2 separate regions of the Sus scrofa genome follow, and region 1 is linked to region 2. A link is a contact called in public Hi-C data. All regions are on one chromosome and are shown on one strand. Each heading gives the region's core, a stretch centred on a gene start, on an enhancer-like site or on the middle of the called end of the contact. The rest is flanking DNA. Distances are from core to core; before and after follow the strand shown.

What was found. A called contact is a pair of places that touch in the nucleus more often than the background predicts.
Region 1: a contact with region 2 is called in a Hi-C map of mesenteric adipose tissue, with 1.7 times the contacts expected there. The contact joins two enhancer-like sites. A contact is called at or near these places in 2 of 47 Hi-C or Micro-C datasets (embryonic fibroblasts and mesenteric adipose tissue) and 2 of 2 datasets of contacts at active chromatin or transcription factors (alveolar macrophages and skeletal muscle).

The regions. Positions count from the first base shown.
Region 1 is chr6:68,920,392-68,925,303 of Sscrofa11.1, reverse strand. No RefSeq gene overlaps it. Among named protein-coding and RNA genes, the nearest start is that of SLC45A1, 11 kb to the left of the region's middle. Within about 2 kb of position 3,468, at least 31 of the 83 cell types and tissues checked have an H3K27ac peak or open chromatin away from gene starts, as enhancers often do. A contact at or near this core is called in mesenteric adipose tissue, where this site is marked.
Region 2 is chr6:68,715,759-68,720,524 of Sscrofa11.1, reverse strand. No RefSeq gene overlaps it. Among named protein-coding and RNA genes, the nearest start is that of ERRFI1, 36 kb to the right of the region's middle. Within about 2 kb of position 1,499, at least 13 of the 83 cell types and tissues checked have an H3K27ac peak or open chromatin away from gene starts, as enhancers often do. A contact at or near this core is called in mesenteric adipose tissue, where this site is marked.

The DNA of each region.
Region 1 (4,912 bases), core at 2,219-4,718, 200 kb before region 2:
CCCACTGAGCGAGGCCAGGGATCGAACCTGCAACTTCATGGTTCCTAGTTGGATTCATTCACCACTGAGCCACAGTGGGAACTCCTCAAACTTTTTTTAAACTCAGTGAGTTGTATGACATTAATAGTTGTGCAATGATCATCACAACTCAATTTTGCAGTTTTTCCATCCCATGCCCCCAGCCCATCCTCCACCCCACCCTGTCTCCTTGGAAACCAGACGTTTTTCAAAGTCTGTGAGGCGGTATCTGTTCTGCAAAGACATTCGTTGTGTCCTTTTTTAGAGTCCACTTGTCAGTGACAGTGTATGACGTTGGCGTCTCGCTGACTGACCTTACTTAGCATGGTAATTTCTAGGTCCATCCATGTTGCTGTGAATGCTGCTCTTTCTTTCTCCTTGTTCTGGCTTCAGAAAGTCTCACGCCTCGCCTTACGAGGACTTGCCTCTGCATTTCATTTCTGCCTGCACATGGTGGCTGGCCAGGGATAGGAGCCCCTTTGGGTCCCTGTGCCATCTTTGGGCCTTGATGTTTTTCTTGTCATAGGGTGGCCTGAAATAACCCCCAGGGAACAGAGGCAGGGCTTCTTTCTTCTTTTCTTTTGTTCTCGTGGGTGTTTCTCACGCCTTGGTGTAGCTAAAGACCAATTGAGGTGCTTTTAAAAATGCTTATTATTGGAGTTCCCACAGCAGCACAGTGGGTTAAGAACACTACATAGTGTCTGTGAGGATGCCGGTTCGATCCCTGGCCTCGTTCAGTGGGTTAAAGATCTGGCGTTGCTGCAAACTGCGGCATAGTTTGCAGAGGTGGCTGGGATCCATTGCTGTGGCTGTGGCATAGGCCCGAAGCTGCAGCTCTGATTTGACCCCAAGCCCTGGGAGCTTCCATATGCCACAGGTTCGGCTGTAAAAGCGGGGGTGGAATCTCACTGCACTGGCTCAGATTGCTGTGGAGGCTTGGGTCAATCCCTGGCCCAATTCAGTGGGGTCAAAGGATCTGGAGTTGCTGCAGCTGTGACTTGGGTCCAAGCTGCAGCTCGGATCCAACCCCTGGCTCAGGGGCTTCCATGTGCCATGAGTGCAGCCATAAAAAAAAAAAAAAAAATTCTGGGAGTTCCCTTCATGGCTCAGTGGTTAATGATCCCGACTAGGAGCCATGAGGTTGCCAGTTTGATCCCTGGCCTCCCTCAGTGGGTGAAGGATCTGGCCTTGCTATGAGCTGTGGTGTAGGTCGCAGACATGGCTCGGATCCCGCATGGCTGTAGCTGTGGTGTAGGCTGGCAGCTGTAGCTCCGCTTCGACCCCTAGCCTGGGAACTTCCAAATGCAGCAAGTGTGGCTCTAAAAAGCCAAAAAAAAAAAAAAAAAAAAAGGCTTGCTATTTTTCTCCCAGAGATTCTGATTCCATACCTCTGGGGGGACTAGTTTAACAAATATCCCGGTGCTTCTGGGCAGACAGAACCGAAACCGCGCTTTGAGAAACCAAGCTCCCGGGAGTTTTGGATGGTGAGGGTTAGGGTTTGTCGCTTGTGTCTTTTTAGTTTTAAATGAAATTGCCGAACCCTGTTGCCTTTCAGGTTTCTCTCAAAGATCATCAAAGCTTGATCAGACCTGAAACAACCACCTTTGGGCTCAGAGACCCTCCCTACAGAAGTGCGTTAAAAACTTACGTCTGAGGTCTGCACAGGCTCCTAAATATTCTTGACATTTCCTTCCCGTGACTGCGGGAGCTATCAAATCCCACCCACATAAGAGTGGAGTGGGTGAGTAGCTGGGGACAAATGAGGAGTCTGGGCTTAGCACACATACACTACTCTCTGTGCAACAGGCAAACGACAAGTACCTACCACAGAACAAGGAAACTCTAGTTCATACCGTGTACTAACCTGTCGTGGAAAAAAGCGCCCCGATCCCTTTGCTGTACACTGGAAACTAACACGACATTGGACATGAACTCTACGTTGATAGGAGTTCCGTCGTGGCTCAGTGGACATGAATCTGACTAGCATCTGTGAGGACACAGGTTTGATCCCTGGCCTGGTTCAGTGGGTTAAGGATCCGGCATTGCTGTGAGCTGTAGTTAGGTCGCAGATGTGGCTCAGATCCCGAGTTGCTGTGGCTCTGGTGTAGGCCGGTGGCTATATTTCTGCTTGGACCCCTAGCCTGGGAACCTCCATAAACCACAGGAGTGGCCCTAAAAAGACAAAGAACAAACAAACAAAAATCCCCCAAACCACAACAACCACCTATACTTCAATAAAAAAGAAAAAGCTTGGAGCTATAAGATTAGGGTCCTAGTTCTTTAACCACGATCACCTCAACCAGTATGGGTTAAAAATGTTAAAATGTGGCTCTGACTCCAGCCCCTGGCATTTAGCAGTTTGCTTTCCTGAGACAATGCCTTCTGGTTTAGCTCATGTTTCAAACTAGCACTAAGCTATCAAAACAGCTCAAGAGAAAGGAATGCTTAAATGCTGGTCTTAATTTTCTAGCCAGAAGCGTAGAGGGGAAAAGGGTATGTGTGTGTCATTTGTATACGCAAAGACAGGGTCTGGAATGATCTACCCTGAACTGCAGTCCTGTCCACCCCTGGGGCAGTGGTAGTGGGGTGGGGCAGGTGACACTGACCTTTCTCTTCAGCCACTGCTGCCCTTTTTTTTTTTTTTTTTGGGGGGGGGTTACAATGAGCTTGTGCTCCTTTTGAAATAAAAATAAAGTCCTAAGCAAAAAAAACCCCAGCACCGTCTGTTAAAACATCCCACTCCGCCTTCTTTCTGTGGGACAATGGGGAGTGAAACACAGTGTCTTTTCTCTTGTTCAGAAAATTCCTGGGACATTCTAATATCCAGCTGTGATTTAGAACCACGTCCCCAGACTTCTTGTGACTAAAGAAAGATCTTCCAAGTCATTACGAGCTTGGAAGGATCCTATTCAATCGTTCGTGTGCTCCAGGAAAGGAACTCCTTCAATAATTTATAGGGCAGTAGCATTGAAAGATTTCTGGGTAACTCGGGGCTCTCCATTCTAATTTTTACACCGTTTAAAGTATTGTTTCCTGACTTCTCATTTTCCCAACACCATCAGTCAGGTGCTGTTGAACTTGAGCCCAGCAGAAGTTACAGCTCTCCAGACTTCGCTGACTGTAGCACTGGATCCGCAGTCGGGGTTTGGATGCCAAGGGCTTTGTCTTCATTTAAACTTGACCATCAAGGGCGTGCTGGGACCCTCCCACCTCCACAAATCTCCACTCTGCCCTCTCACCATGATGGGCCCCTGTTTGTGAGTCATTTGGTATCAATTAAAGGGCTTTGCTTTCTCCCTCAATGAACCTGCCTCTTCTAGCGCATTCATCCCGACTGTATTTTCGGCTCCACTTGGGTCCAACATTTTGGCCTCCAGTAGACACCTCATTATTTACCCAGCTTGAATTGGGACTTGTTTTCTGTTTCTTGGAAGCCTCCCCTGTAATCCTTTCTCTGATGAAAACAGTGGCTCCTGCTGAGTGAAATTCCGCTAATGGCCTCAACATAGCCCGTGTTGTTCTAGTTTGTAAAGAGATTTTTTTTTTTTTTTAACTCCATTTAACTCATTTTTCATCGCAGCTCTGTGGATCAGCCTTAGCCGTTCAGGAGGCACCTGGGCAGCAGAAGTTGTCTTTTTCAAATAAAATTAGATTCTTTCCTTGAGGGCCAACATTTTGGAAGCAGCCAACGCAGGGCCCTGGAGGTCTGTCCCTGGTCAGCTAGAGGATGGAGGTGTCCCGCCCAGCGAGGGACCCCGCTCGGGTCTCAAAGTGGCCAAGACTGTCCGTGCTGGGGTCTCACCAGTGAGCCTGGGCTGCCTCCTGCTGCATCTTCTCCAAAATACCCCTGGAGAAGTTTGTAAAGCAAGCAATTTGCTGTCTCCTTTGTGGACCGAGAAAATTCCAGAGGCTGGTGAGAAAGGCCTGTGAAGGTGGCAAGGCCTTTTGCTAAACACTCTCAAGACCTGAGGTGAAAGCTTTTAGGGCGGGAGAGCAGAGAGGATTCTTTGTGATGGAAACAACTGGAATTGGCCTCTCTAGGGAATTCTGGTGGTGTCTTCACTCCAAGAGCTTGTTATAAGAATCCTTTCCTGGGAAATAAACAGTGTTGGAGGTTGTTTGTTGAAAAACTGAGAACTGAAAGTTTGGGGTCCTGTTTTTCAAGAGGTGTAATGTATCAGATTTAACATTTAAAATGGCTTTAAAATCTTACTTCCAGGTCTGTTTTTCATTGTATTTCCCCCACGACCAAGGGCTTGGGGGCTTGCGGACAGCTCAGCTTATGTATCCCAAAGTCCCAAGTGGGCCGATTCTGCAAGATGATGTCACCCAGCCCCAGCACCTCAAAAAACGAGGAAACCAGGCCTGGAGAGAAGTAACCTGCCCAAGGTCCCTGGGCTTTTCAATAGCAAGGCTGGAAGTTCCCATTGCGGCTCAGCCAGGAAAGAACGCGAAGGAGTCTCTGAGGATGTAGGTTTGATCCCCAGCCTCACACAGCGGGTTATGGATTTGGCATGGCCACAAGATGCGGCGTCAGTCGAAGATGTAGCTTGGATCTGATGTGGCCATGACTGTGGCAAAGACCTGCAGCCTCAGCTCCAATTGGACCCCCAGCCTGGGAATTTCCATATGCCGCAGGAGACCATGGGGAAAAAAAAAAAAAGCGAGGCCAGCAGAAGATCTCCGAATAATCTTCTCCCTCTAGAACCCCTTATCTGTTCCTTGATGGCAATGATTTTCAGATTCTCAACCCAAACAGACCCAAGGTGCCTCGTTCTCCTGCTGACGTCCGCAGATAATGAGACTAATTTTGATCCGTCAGGGTAATAGTCTAGTTCTACTATAGAGGAGGAATAAAACATATGGCCATTTCCTCAACCAGAAAGGCCCTTCG
Region 2 (4,766 bases), core at 250-2,749:
CTGGGAACTGAGATCCCACATCAAGCGGCTGCATGCCGTGGCCCAGGTAATAATAATAATAATAATACATGGGAGTTCCCATCGTGGCTCAGCGGAAATGAATCTGACTAGGATCCATGAGGACGCCAGTTCGATCCCTGACCTTGCTCAGTGGGTTAAGGATCTGGCGTTGCTATGAGCTGTGGTTGTAGACGTGGCTTGGATCCCACGTTACTGTGGCTGTGGTGTAGGCTGGCGGCTACAGCTCTGTTTCAACCCCTAGCCTGGGAACTTCCCTATGCTGCAGGTGTGGTTCTAAAAAAAAGAAAAAATAATAATAATACATTTTAAAAGCTTCTATTATTACAATTTTATGTATTATTTTAGAAACATATGGCAAAGTGTTTTAATAGTATCTTATTTATTTTGCAAGAGTAATCAAAACAAATTTTTTAGAGCATTTGCCAGATTCAGTGTGTCATTAACAGAGAACAAAAATGGCTTCCAAATGGTATTAAAGATATAGCCCAGGAAGGTGTTTTATCCCATTTTACAAAGGAGGACGTTGAAGCTCAGAGAGGTTAAGTCACTTTCCCAAGGTAGCACAGCAAAGATATGATCATGCTAGGACTTCAACTTAGACTTTTGGATCCTGAGTCTGGTTTTGATCTGCTGAGTTTTCCATATAGTGCTGTGTCCATCAGAGTCCTTTGATGAGGGACCCTGTCAGATTTCATGTCTGCTTCAGGATTTTATTTATGAGAAATAACTCCACTTATTTATGAAGTGTCCCCTATATGCACAAGCCAGTGGTCGTGTCATGATGGGTTAAGCCGTCTCCTGACCTCGAGGGACTTACAGCCCTGTAAATGGACAATGCTGACACTGTCTGCACAAGACTGAAGGGCACAGAGTACAGGGCGACCAGGGCACAGACCTGGGCGTGGGAAGGGGCAGGCTCAGGGGAAATTTTCTCGAGGAATGATCACCTAAGCTACCCAAGGAGGGTTCTTCTCAGGAACCCCTAAAACCTTGCTCTAAAATGAATTCCCTGGAGTTCCCATCGTGGCACAGCGGAAACGAATCTGACTAGGAACCATGAGGTTGTGGGTTCGATCCCTGGCCTCTCACTCAGTGGGTTAAGGATCTGGCCTTTCCGTGAGATGTACTGTAGGTCTCAGAGGCCCCTGTGTTCCTGTGTCTGTGGTGTAGGCCGGCAGCTGTAGCTCTGATCAGACCCCTAGCCTGGGAACCTCTATGTGGTGTGGGTGTGGCTCTAAAAAGCAAAAAAAAAAAAAATTTACATGAATTCGCAATTGGGAAGCACTTCCCTGTCTCTCTCCTATTTTCTTTCCAAGATAACAATCATGCCTTACTTTTAGAAAGAGCTTTAGAAAGTGATTGTTCCAAAGTGACTTTACGTACTCTATCTCATTTGATTCCTACAACCGTCCCAGGGAAAGAGGCCTCACGGATGTTATAACTACTATTTTGTAAGTAAAGAAAACAGGAACTCAAGGGATTCGATGACATTGTGCAAATTTCTCACAACCAAGCAAAGAGTTCGATCCAGCACCTGACTTTCTAGACTTCTGGTCTACCCCTCTTTTCCTCCAATCCCAGATGGAATTGGGAATAAGACCAAGAGCTGGCTCTTTGAAAAGGTGAACCGAACTGACAAAACTGGCCAGACTCCCCAAGAAGAGGAGCAGAAAAACCCGAATAAATGAAATAAGAAATGAAAAAGTAGAAATCACAGCAGCTACTGCAGAAATACCAAATGGAACTGGCCATTTAGACTCCAAATATACATAGTGGTTCACATTCTCTCCTTCCTGACCCATTTCCCGCCACCTCTTTTCTGCCTTCCGGCACCATGTGCAGACCAGGGGGGCTTAAGCCTGTGAGCTGGCAGGTAAGCACAGTTCCAGAATCATTCGCAAATGCCCAGAAGATAAGTTAGTGCTTGGTAGGTAAATTCCTGAAAGAACCAATCAATTTAACTCAAAATAAACATACCCAGGGCTCACTACGATTCATTAAACTTCCCAACGTGACGCTGGATGATAAATTTGAAGGAAAGGGAGGGAGAAAGAATGACAGGAATGAATAGTACAATTTACTCCTTTTTATCAGGCCCAGAACAAGCTGTACTCCTTAACTCCAGGAGTACATGTTGTTTTTATTAAACTCATTAGTCACAAGTTAAATGAAGCAACCCGACAAAAAAATGTGGCAGGAAGGAATCCACAGACAGACGCTGGCCATCAGAGAAAGATAAATGAGGGGCCAACGATGAAAAGCAGAAAAACAAGATCACCTGAAATAAGTAATGGCCACTTCAAGGTCATGATACTCTCACAGTCAATGTGAAGGGACCCGCCAGTTGTGAGGCGAGAAAGACTCAGCTTTGGGGACCAGATCACTGCATCTCCCAGTTTTCTGCCGGTATGCAGGGCTGTGCTGCTAAAGCCTTACAGGCTGTTATTATTCAGGCTTGGATTTATGGGGTAAAGTCCCTTCAAGCTACTACAGGGCCCTGGCCTCACTTTCTGATGCTAGAAAGCACTAGAATTCCTTTTCTACAAGTCCCGTCAGACCTTGCAGCCAGATCCAAGCACTTTTTTTTTTTTTTTCCTCTTGAACAAAGGAGCAGCCATTCCCAAAGCCCAGCCCAACCTGAAAGACCAGATTTCCTAATGACAAGTCAGCCCAGAGGCCTGTCCCAGCAACTTCCTATCATGTTTAACCCCTTCCCTCCCTCCAGCAGGTCCCCAGAATTCTACCTTCAAATTCCATGAAGACTGTTTGAATTTAAAAGATGTGCCGATCTCTGAAAATCCTCACACCGAACCACTTTCTAGATATGTTTGCATAACATCCCTTCCTGCGCATCAAACAGGACGTAATAAGAGCCCTGCAGGAGGGAATAACCAGGACCACCAATGACTGCAAAGTTATATATTTGTCTTTCTTTCTGTCTTTTTTGAATTGAGGGTCACATTCAGTCACTTTCTGGGCGCTTCCACACAGGATGCTTTACCCATTCTTCCCATGTAGACCATACCATTATTCGTATTGTATTTTATTTTGTTTTTCTTTTTATTTTCTTTTTCTGCCGCCCTATGGCACATGGAGTTCCCAGGCCAGGGATCAGATCTGAGCCACAGTTTCAACCTACAGCCGCAGCTACGGCAACACCGGATCCTTTAACCCACTGTGCCAGGGGCCAGGATGGACCCCTGCGTCCTGGTGCTACAGATTCGCCCCTGATCCCATTGGTCACAGGGGGGTCTCCTGTAGTCGTCTTTCTAAATCATACATCGTTCTAGTGAAAACATTAAATTAACAGTTCTGATTGTTTTTCAAAATATATCACCATGCAGTTGGGTGTTGGTTCACAAATAATATAGCTCAGATATCTCGAATCACCACGCGTCTCTCTCTCTCACAAATTAAACCCTACGCACTCCTACCCAGTAATGGAAAATACAAAGTCCCCAACGGGGTTTCTTTGGTTGCAATTGTTGGTATTCCTGTTCTTTTTAAAAGTCAGTCTTTTGGTTCTGGAGTTTAACGTCTCAGGATCTCTCTTAATCTCACTTAATACGTGTAACAAGAATATCTCCTTCTCCTCTTGTGTTTAATATATGTAGACAGGAAACATTTTGGATGTTCAAAATCCTGCGAAAAGAAAAATAGTGGAATCTGAAGTATGCATTTTGTATTAAAGACTAATAAAGAAATGTAAATGAGAGTGAAAGTTTTCCTTCTCTGCATGAGCTGGTTATATTTTCTTAGTTTTCCCTTTTTTTTTTTCCTTGCCTGTGAAGTTAGGAAAGATTAAAAAAAAACCAGACAAATACTCTTTGATAGCAGAAATATGGAGGCAATGAACGTTTTCAAACACTGTCGGTAAGAGCATAAAGGAATAAGAATCTCTTTGGCTGATAATACGAAGACTCAGTCACTCCCTTTCATCCGATCATTCAGCTTTGATCCATTTATTCTAAGGAGATCATTAAAGATGCACAAGAGTGTGGTATAAAAGATGTTCATTTCAGAACCATTTATAACGGCCAACAGTGGACGCATCCATGGGGAAACTGAAAAACTAAATTGCCATTCCCTGATCACTACTGACCGAGGAACCCGTAGCAGAAGGCTTTACCTCTCACTTCTGGTTGTGCCCTGGACAGCAACGTAATTTAATCTGTGCGCTGGATTCTTCAGAAACCGAGTAAATGAGTTCAATAATTTCGTAGATAATCCATCAATCAGTCAAGGTTCCGACTAGAAAATTACTCAAGTTCAAGAACCGCATTAAACTTGTCTGCCCAAGTAGACAATTCCTTTATTTCAAAACATTTTCCTGGAGTTCCTGTTGTGGCTCAGCGGATTAAGGATATAACTGGTATCCTTGAGGACTCAGGTTCGATCCCGGGTCTTGCTCAGTGGATTAAGGATCTGGCGTTGCCATGAGCCATGGTGTAGGCTGCAGACATAGCCTGGATCCCATGTGGCTGTGGGCAGGCCAGGAGCTGCAGCTTCGATTCAACCCCAGCCTGGGGATCTTCTGCATGTCTCGGGTGCAGCCCTAAAAAGAAAAAAAAAAAAAAAGATTTTTTTCCTTTTCCTGAGTAAGAGCTCTATGCCAACAAAGAGCAATTTGTTGTGACTGATTCTAACATGGTCTGATTCTTTATCTTACAAATGAATACAGCAATGTTTGTTTATTTATTTATTAGCATTTAATTAACCTCATTAAATGAATAATTTTAAAATAA